2 separate regions of the Rattus norvegicus genome follow, and region 2 is linked to region 1. A link is a contact called in public Hi-C data. All regions are on one chromosome and are shown on one strand. Each heading gives the region's core, a stretch centred on a gene start, on an enhancer-like site or on the middle of the called end of the contact. The rest is flanking DNA. Distances are from core to core; before and after follow the strand shown.

Evidence for each region. Hi-C and Micro-C count contacts between places; a contact is called where the count stands out from the background.
Region 2: a contact with region 1 is called in a Hi-C map of frontal cortex, with 2.0 times the contacts expected there. The contact joins two enhancer-like sites. A contact is called at or near these places in 5 of 12 Hi-C or Micro-C datasets (Schwann cells, frontal cortex, kidney and 1 more).

Annotation. Positions count from the first base shown.
Region 1 is chr3:39,412,443-39,416,342 of GRCr8, forward strand. It overlaps Dab2ip (DAB2 interacting protein), which reads left to right. Exons shown (of 16, transcript NM_138710.4): 3 at 1,742-1,875. Among named protein-coding and RNA genes, the nearest start is that of Dab2ip, 100 kb to the left of the region's middle. Within about 2 kb of position 1,994, at least 31 of the 93 cell types and tissues checked have an H3K27ac peak or open chromatin away from gene starts, as enhancers often do.
Region 2 is chr3:39,466,309-39,470,208 of GRCr8, forward strand. It overlaps Dab2ip (DAB2 interacting protein), which reads left to right. Exons shown (of 16, transcript NM_138710.4): 9 at 1,733-1,969; 10 at 3,541-3,742. Among named protein-coding and RNA genes, the nearest start is that of Dab2ip, 160 kb to the left of the region's middle. Within about 2 kb of position 2,108, at least 7 of the 93 cell types and tissues checked have an H3K27ac peak or open chromatin away from gene starts, as enhancers often do.

The DNA.
Region 1 (3,900 bases), core at 744-3,243:
CTCTGGCAGTAGCTCTTGGAGCTGGGTGTCCTTGGAAGATAACCTCTTTACAAATAAGGTTTGCAGATAAGGTTTTTCTGGTGTTTTCTGTGTGTGCTGGTGATATAAGAGGATTTATTCAGCCAGTTTTTGAGGTTGTCATGTCCAAGGGTTAGGGCTGTAGCAAATGTTCACCTGACCTTCTGAACTAAGAAATCTTATCAGCCCCACCCCTTCTATGATGGAAAAACTTCAAAATTCAGATCACAATGACAACACGATTTCAAAATAACACTCCTTTACGTCTGTCCTCTGGTCACCCAGAATCAAGCTGAGTGGCTGGGTTCCAGCACCTCTTCTGTACAAGCCTTCCTCAGGGAGTTCTAGTTCTCAGTTCTTCTCCCTCAAGGTGCCCACAGGGTCTGAGCCACTTTCCCAAGGCTATGTGGAAAACCATGACAAAGGAACATGATGAGGAAAGGGTTGATTGAGTTTACACTTCCATACCTTAGTCCATTGTTGGAGGAAGTCAGGACAGGAACTCAGACAAGGTGGGAACCTGGAGCAGGAGCAGAGGCCAGGAGGGGTGCTGCTTACTGGCTTGCTCCACATGGCTTGCTCAGCCTGCTTTCTTACAGAACTCAGGACTACCAGCCCACGGGTGGCCCCACCTACAATAGTTGTGTCCCTACACATCAATCCTTAAATAAGAAAATGTCCTACAGCTGGATCCTAATGGAGGCATTTTCTTAGTCGGGAGTTTCAAATGACTAACTTGTGCCAAGTTTATATAAAACTAACCAGCTCTCCCAGTAAGACTCAGCTGTGGCCCTTTGAGCCCCACATTTACTCATCATCTGTAAAGGGCATCTGGTCGAACCTGGGTGTACTGAGGCCTGGCTTGTCACCTGCCACTTCATTTGTCCAGAAGCTCTGGATTGGGGTGGGGTGGAGTGTGGTGAGTTGGGAATGCTGCTTTTAGCTGGAGCCTCAGCTCAGCACTGGCTGGTGAATCCATAAGTGGTCTGAGTCGGGTGTCCCAAAATTGGAGGCACTCAGCAAACCCTTCCACACCTTGGTCCCTCCTTAAGAGAGGAACTGGGGAACCTGTACCCATGGGGATTGGCTTTGGGGGGTCCAAGTGTTTCAGCCTCCATCCTGACAGCCAGCCATTGTCTGTCCGCCTTAGGGGTCTAGATGGCCAGATTACTAGGAGGCTCGCTGGCTTGTTGGAGGACCTGCTTTCCCAGCCTTACTTTCCTTCATTTGAGTAACCACTCCTGTCAGTCTCTGACGGGGCGGGGTGTGTGGAATCCTCCTGGAGGTTGGGGGTGTGGCCTGGTTGCGAAGGAAGGTGAGGTGAGGGGCTGCTGGTGGCGCTAGCCACTCATCACCACCCCCTAAGTTCCCCGCCCCTCCGAAGCCCTGCCGCCCCGCCCTCTCGGCGCCAGGAGGTGGGTAGGGGGGCTCGGGCATCCTCGGCCACGGTCGGAGACACTCGGCTCAGTGTCGCCATGGCAACGGCGGCTTAGGGGCGGGGGCGACGTGGCGGGCTGGGCCGGCCGGCGGGCGGCGCGGGGTGGGCTGGGCCGCGCTGCGCGGGCCGGGCCGTCGGCGCTCGGTCGGCGGGCGGGCGGCGGCGCGGGCCGCGAGCTGCTGGGGCCGAGCCCGGCCCGCCGTGGGCCGCGAGGGTGCGGGTCCCGGCCCGCCGCCGCCGCGCTAACCCCGCCTCCCCTTCCCCCTCTTGTCGCCCCGCGCGCAGGGCTTCCTCAGCCGCCGCCTCAAGGGCTCCATCAAGCGCACCAAGAGCCAGCCCAAACTGGACCGCAACCACAGCTTCCGCCACATCCTGCCGGGGTTCCGGAGCGCAGCCACCGCCGCCGCGGACAATGAGAGGTGAGCCCGCCGCCACCCCGGCTGCGCCCCGAGGGCGCGGGGACAAAGCCCGACCCAGGCAGGGCACGCTCCCGCGGGAGTGACGCCTCGCCGGCCTCCCGGAACTCCGGGAACTGGGCCCCCGTCGGGCTATGGGACTCGGGCTGCAGCCTTCGTTGCCTTCACCGGCTGCAGCTAGGAGGGTGCTGGAGGTCCGGGGTGAGGCCGGGCGGCAAGTGCCCTCTTGGGCATGTGGGGTCCTGCCTCGTCTGGCCGAGGTGGGCATTGTTTCCCGGGCTGTGCGGTGCCTGGAGGTAGGGACGGAAGTGGCGCCTCCACCCTCAGGACCCATTCCCGGCCTACCGAGTCCCTCGGTGTCCGATACAAAAGGCATTTTCGGCTGGGTTTTGCCCAGAGCCGGTAGCGCTCGTGGCGCGGAAAAGGGTGAACATCTGGAGGGGAGGAGCAGGGGGCTGGGCCGCTTAGGGGGCACATCTGCGCTAAGTAGGGCACGTGCTCCGCTGGGGGCTGGGGTGAGCCAAGCAGACAGTGCCCAGGCTCTGGGTTGATGGGCATCACCTAAGACCCGGGAAGATGGGCCTTCCCCCTACAGTCTGGGCAGCTGCCCTTACCTCCCGCTCCCAGGGGGTGTCTCCTATTCCTTGCTTCCTTCTGGGCAAGCCGGGAGCAGGTGTGGAAATTCCAGGGGGAGGTGGCTAGTGGGGCGGAGGGGAGGGGAGGAGGTTGTTGAGCCTGCTCTGGAGTCAATGGCAACGTGCAGGCTTCAGCTCGCAAGGGCAAGCCATCCTGTCCGTGCGGGGGCACTGGGCGGGCACAGCCTCTGGGGGCCCTGGTTCTCCTTGAGTCGTGTCAGCCACAGGCACCTTTCCACTTAGGCACAGGCACAGTGATGCATTTCTGTGCCAGTTAGAACGTGTCGTGGAGGTGAAGGAGCCAGTAGGCTCCCAGGAGCCTTTTCAGCATCCAGCCCCAGCATCTTAGGCTACTGGCATCTGCCTTTCTGGGTCCGTGTCCGTTTTACCGTTGGCGAGTTGGCACTTCTTGTGCGGAAGGGCACAGGTAGAATGATGTCTTCCCTTTCCTCCTTGGTTCCTGCAAGCAAGGAGCCCAAGTTATCCTAACTCCTGCCCAAGGTGGTGTGACGTTTAACTGACACCTAACACCTTTCCCAGAGCACCCCTCCCACATCCCAGTTAGAACCACTAGACCTTCCTTGTCCATCAGCCCAGCGCTGTTCTACAGTGCATCTCCACCACGGTCTGCACCTGGCTTCCTGCCCCGGCTGCTAAGCCCAGCCTAAGGCAGGACCCCCCCCACCCCGCCACCCCAGCTTTTCACTGATGGCTATGGTGCCCCAGGGGACCAGGCGTTCCCTGGCAGGAAGATGCATCCAGGCCAGAGCTCGGTGCTGGGTGCAGCCACTGCGTCTTTGAAAATCTCCATTCCCATCTTTGTTATTATTGTCTGTCTGGGCGGCAGGCTACCCGGTTTGCTGCCTTCCTCCCTCCTCCGGCCCCCACCTCCGGCTGTCTCCCCCCAAGAACATGCCCTTCTCTGCGCTTTCCCTGGCAGGGGTCCGGACCCTCTGTTCTCGCATGCGGGGGCTTGTGTACGTACCCCATTTTGTGTGCATGTGTTGGTTGTCCGGGAGCAGGAGAGACGGCAGGCAGCCCGGGTCTCTGAGTGTGTCTGCCCTCTTGAGAGCAAGCGGCATGCATGTCGTGTTTACCTTCTACCGCTGGGAAGCCCGCACCAAAAAGCCAGCAGGCGCTTGGCTAGCAATCTAGCCAGAGTGGGGCTTCACTAAGATGACCTCGGAAACATCCTGTGCAGCCTGGTCTCAGGTTAGCCTTGTTACATGGAAGGGGAGGGGGAGGGGGAGATCTAGTCCGGTTAGAGAGTGAAACTACAGATCCGTTTCTGGAAAATGTGAAAGGCAGCAAGAGGAGATGAATGTCATTGGCAGTGGTGTGGAATTGTCTTTAAAATTTTCTGTAAACAATCTGTCCTGGTGGCCTCTGGTAC
Region 2 (3,900 bases), core at 858-3,357, 54 kb after region 1:
GGCCAATGTCCATGTGCTGATGCAACATGGAGCTAGAGCCCTGTTGTCCTGGCGCAGCTCCCATGGCTCCTCACCTGTCTGTCCCTGGAGATTATCACACTCGAATCAATTGAGCAGGGATGTGTACGAATGCCTAAGCAAGCCCTAGCTAGTCCTCTGACTGAGACAGTAGGAATGAGCCACTCATATTGGGGCCACAGCCGGGGCTGGGATTCATCCCTGGGAAACTTCTCTTAAGGCTAGGTTCCTAGGCTCCTGCTGGCTCCTGAGCTGCATTTATGACACCTTGCTGGCCTGCTGCTAAGCCTGGTTGTGGTTAGCATACATGGTCCTGTCTCTGTAGGCCTTGCTGCCAGCCATAGTGCTGGGCTTGTTTCCACTACCCAGTCACCTGTACCATCAGCTCAGCTCAGAGCTCTGCCTGTCCAAGCCACTCCAAAGCTAGCTGTATCTCCACTTTTGTTTGCTTCTTTCTCCCATGCCGTCTCCTTTGGCCTTACATGGTCTGGCCCTAAGGCTTTATGCCCCCACCCCCACCCCCCGTGGAACCCTTCATGTCACCCAACCATCCATACCCTTGCAGCCAGGAGCACCAGCTCAGAGCTGGCACAGGAAGTGTTTGCTTTTCCCAAAGGATACACAGAGGCAAGCCTACTAGATGAGCAGTGGCCTTAGAAAGGGGTCAGTGGCCAGTGCTTGCGATAGTACCCTCCTGTCCCAGTCCCTCAGCTTGTGTTGCATGAGATGTCCCTCTGGGGTAGGGGGACAACTGTAGAGTCTTGAGCACCCTTAGAACACACTGTCATCTCCCTGCTAGGCTGTATTCTCAGCCTTTGCCCTTCATTCCATGGGGAAGACCTTGTGTGGACAGTCTCTGTTTCTTCCTTCTGCATCTGGGACAGGCTTTTCTCCTGGACAAGACGTCAGTAGACATCACCTGGCTCAAGCATCAGGCTGGAGGGCTGCCTGCCCCTGTTCATAGGCGACTTTGCTGATTCTGCCTCATTCTGCCACATGCCCTGCCTGCTGGGCTCAGGACAGAGCCAGTAGTATATTAGGTCCAGGGAGCACTGGGTCTGGTCTGCCCTAGGGTGAAAAGGCAGGGAAGGTGGTGCCCGCTGTGCCTTCGTAACTGTCACCCTAGGAAAGTCTTTATTCGTCTCCCCAGCGAGTCCACCACAGTGTTCTCACTAGCTGGGGGTACTCCCCTGCTCAGTCATTTTGAGCTCTGTGGAAAACCCAGATTCCTGTGACATCATTCAGGCAGGGTCTCGATATGAGTCTCGATAGCCTGAAGTGGGAGCCCAAGGAACAGCATCTGTCTGCCCTGTGGTTTTGTTTTCTTCATGCTTCTGGACCCAGAAGCCTAATGTTGGAACAGAAAGATGTCTTTCTCCTGGGGAAGAGCTGTTGTATTCCAGTTCCGCCAGCCTTCATGCTTAGTGCACTTGGACCCTTCACTGAACCTACCCTGTCTGTTGAGCAGCCTCTCTGCCCACCCTGTGCTGGCTGTGTCCCCCACAGTGTCTTAGAGTGCATGGCAGCACTGCCCAGCACACATCTCTGCCTAGTGGACAGTCATCCGGCTTGGCTGCAGAGCCCTGAGCTCGTTCCACCATCAGCATAGGTGTGGGTTTGGGAATCGGGGTTCCATGCGACTCAGAAACAGATCTGGCCCTGAACTGTCCAAGGCCCTACCTGACCCCCCAGGCCCATCTTTGTTCCTGTGCAGTGTCTTCCCTCGGGAACTTAAAGAGGTGTTCGCCTCATGGCGGCAGGAGTGTAGCAGCCGCGGCCGGCCTGATATCAGTGAACGACTCATTAGCGCCTCCCTCTTCCTTCGCTTCCTGTGCCCTGCCATCATGTCGCCCTCGCTCTTCAACCTGCTTCAGGAGTATCCTGACGACCGCACAGCTCGCACCCTCACGCTCATCGCCAAAGTTACCCAGAACCTGGCCAACTTTGCCAAGTGAGTGTTTCATCCCATGGGGTTGAAGTAGACAGGGACAGAAACTTGGGGTGTGTGTGCTCTTGACCCAGGCTAGTGCAGTGGGCCTTGGTTTTATCCCTGTCTCCCTCAGCCTCCCCACAGCCACTTGCTTCAGAATAAAACCTCCTCCACAGCCACCCTCCCAGTAGTGCAGTGCCGTTTTGGAATGCTTCTTTGGATTTTAAAGGTGGGAAGACAAGATATTTTTCCCTTCTGCGTATTTGAGTTAACACATTATCATAAAGTGCCATAAGGCTTCGAGTCTGTCTTTGAGCACCGAGCTCCACTTTGTAGGGAATGGCTGATTTCCTGGGTAGCTGGGCACTTGGGTTAATACTGCCAGGATGATTACCTGTAAAGCACATCTGGTGGTTTGGGCTGTGTAAAGTTCTTTTTTTTTTTTTAAGATTTAATCATTTTATGTGTGAGTTTTTGCCTCCGTGTATGTCTGTATACTACATGAGTGCTTGGTGCCCACAGAGGTCAGAAGAGGGCATCAGACGCCCAGAAACCAGATTAGGGATGGCTGTGAAATACTGTGTGGATGTTGGAAATTGAATCTGGGTCCTCTGCCTATGCTCTCAACCACTGAGCATCTCTAAGCCCCTTGGCTGCCAGTTTAGACAGTGTAGATAAAGTGGCAGGGCTGGGTAATCCTGTCATTAGTTCACAGTTGTGGATCGAGCCCTTTTCTAGGTCTGTCGGTGCTGGGCCTTGACTGTGAGTGTGGGAGGCAAGTGCAGTGGAGAGAAGGGTGGGGCCAAGACGATGCCAAAGTCTCAGGAGAGCAAAGGCTTTGGGGAGAAAAGACAGGAAGACCAATCATCTAGCTCAGACAAGAAACAGAAGCTGGCTTGATGGTAAAGCCTGGTACCAAAGGCATCTAGGTCACCAAGACAAAGCTGGGAGAGACAGGAAGTAACTGATGAGGGCTACAGGAACCTGAAGGCCACACGGTATAGAGGTGGACCATACAGCATGGCCCTTACCTCCTCTGGCCTCTGCAAAGGATCTCCACTGAACAAGGTATGTCTGGTAAGGAGAGACTGAGGGAGGCTATAGCCAGACTTCAGTTAAAAATGATGGGCACTGGCTAAAGGAGGCAGTGGCACAGGGACAGATAGTAGGTGACAAGATCAGGTCAGCAGGCCTTGTCATTTGGAGAAAATGAAGGAGAGCTGACACCACTGCCAAGCCTCTGACTTGTTCGGTGGTCTCTTCCCTTGGGAAAGGGAAATTTGGAGGAGGAGACAGGGCTTGAGGGGGGTGTCCCTGATGACCCCAAAACCTCAACTGGGCCAAGTGTGGATCTGAAATTGACCTATGTACTGGGCTTTCCCGTCTGCAGGAAAAGAGGCAGGGCCCATAAGGGGCAGTGTTAGAGGAAACATGAACACTAGTTACTTTAGTTCCTGCAAAGGGTAGAGTGGTCTTGGCCTTGAGAAGACCCTAGCAACTCAGAACCTTGATTGGCAGCAGCCATGGTGAGGAAGGAGATGAGATCTGACTCAACTAAGGGGCCCTTATCTTGGCTGCCCTTTTCTGTCCAGGTTTGGCAGCAAAGAGGAATACATGTCATTCATGAACCAGTTCCTGGAGCACGAGTGGACCAACATGCAGCGCTTCCTGTTGGAGATCTCCAACCCTGAGACCCTTTCTAACACAGCAGGCTTCGAGGGCTACATAGACCTGGGCCGGGAGCTCTCTAGCTTACACTCTCTGCTCTGGGAAGCTGTCAGCCAGCTTGATCAGGTACCTGTTGCCTGGGTTAAATGGTGTATCTGCCAGATTGGAGGGCTCATCGGTGTGACAGATTCACTTGTAGTGAGGCTCTCTCTGGATGTTCACTCCCCAGCACTGGGCACTGGGTCCAGGTCCACACCTTTGTGCTCAGCCCTGATAGCCCAAGT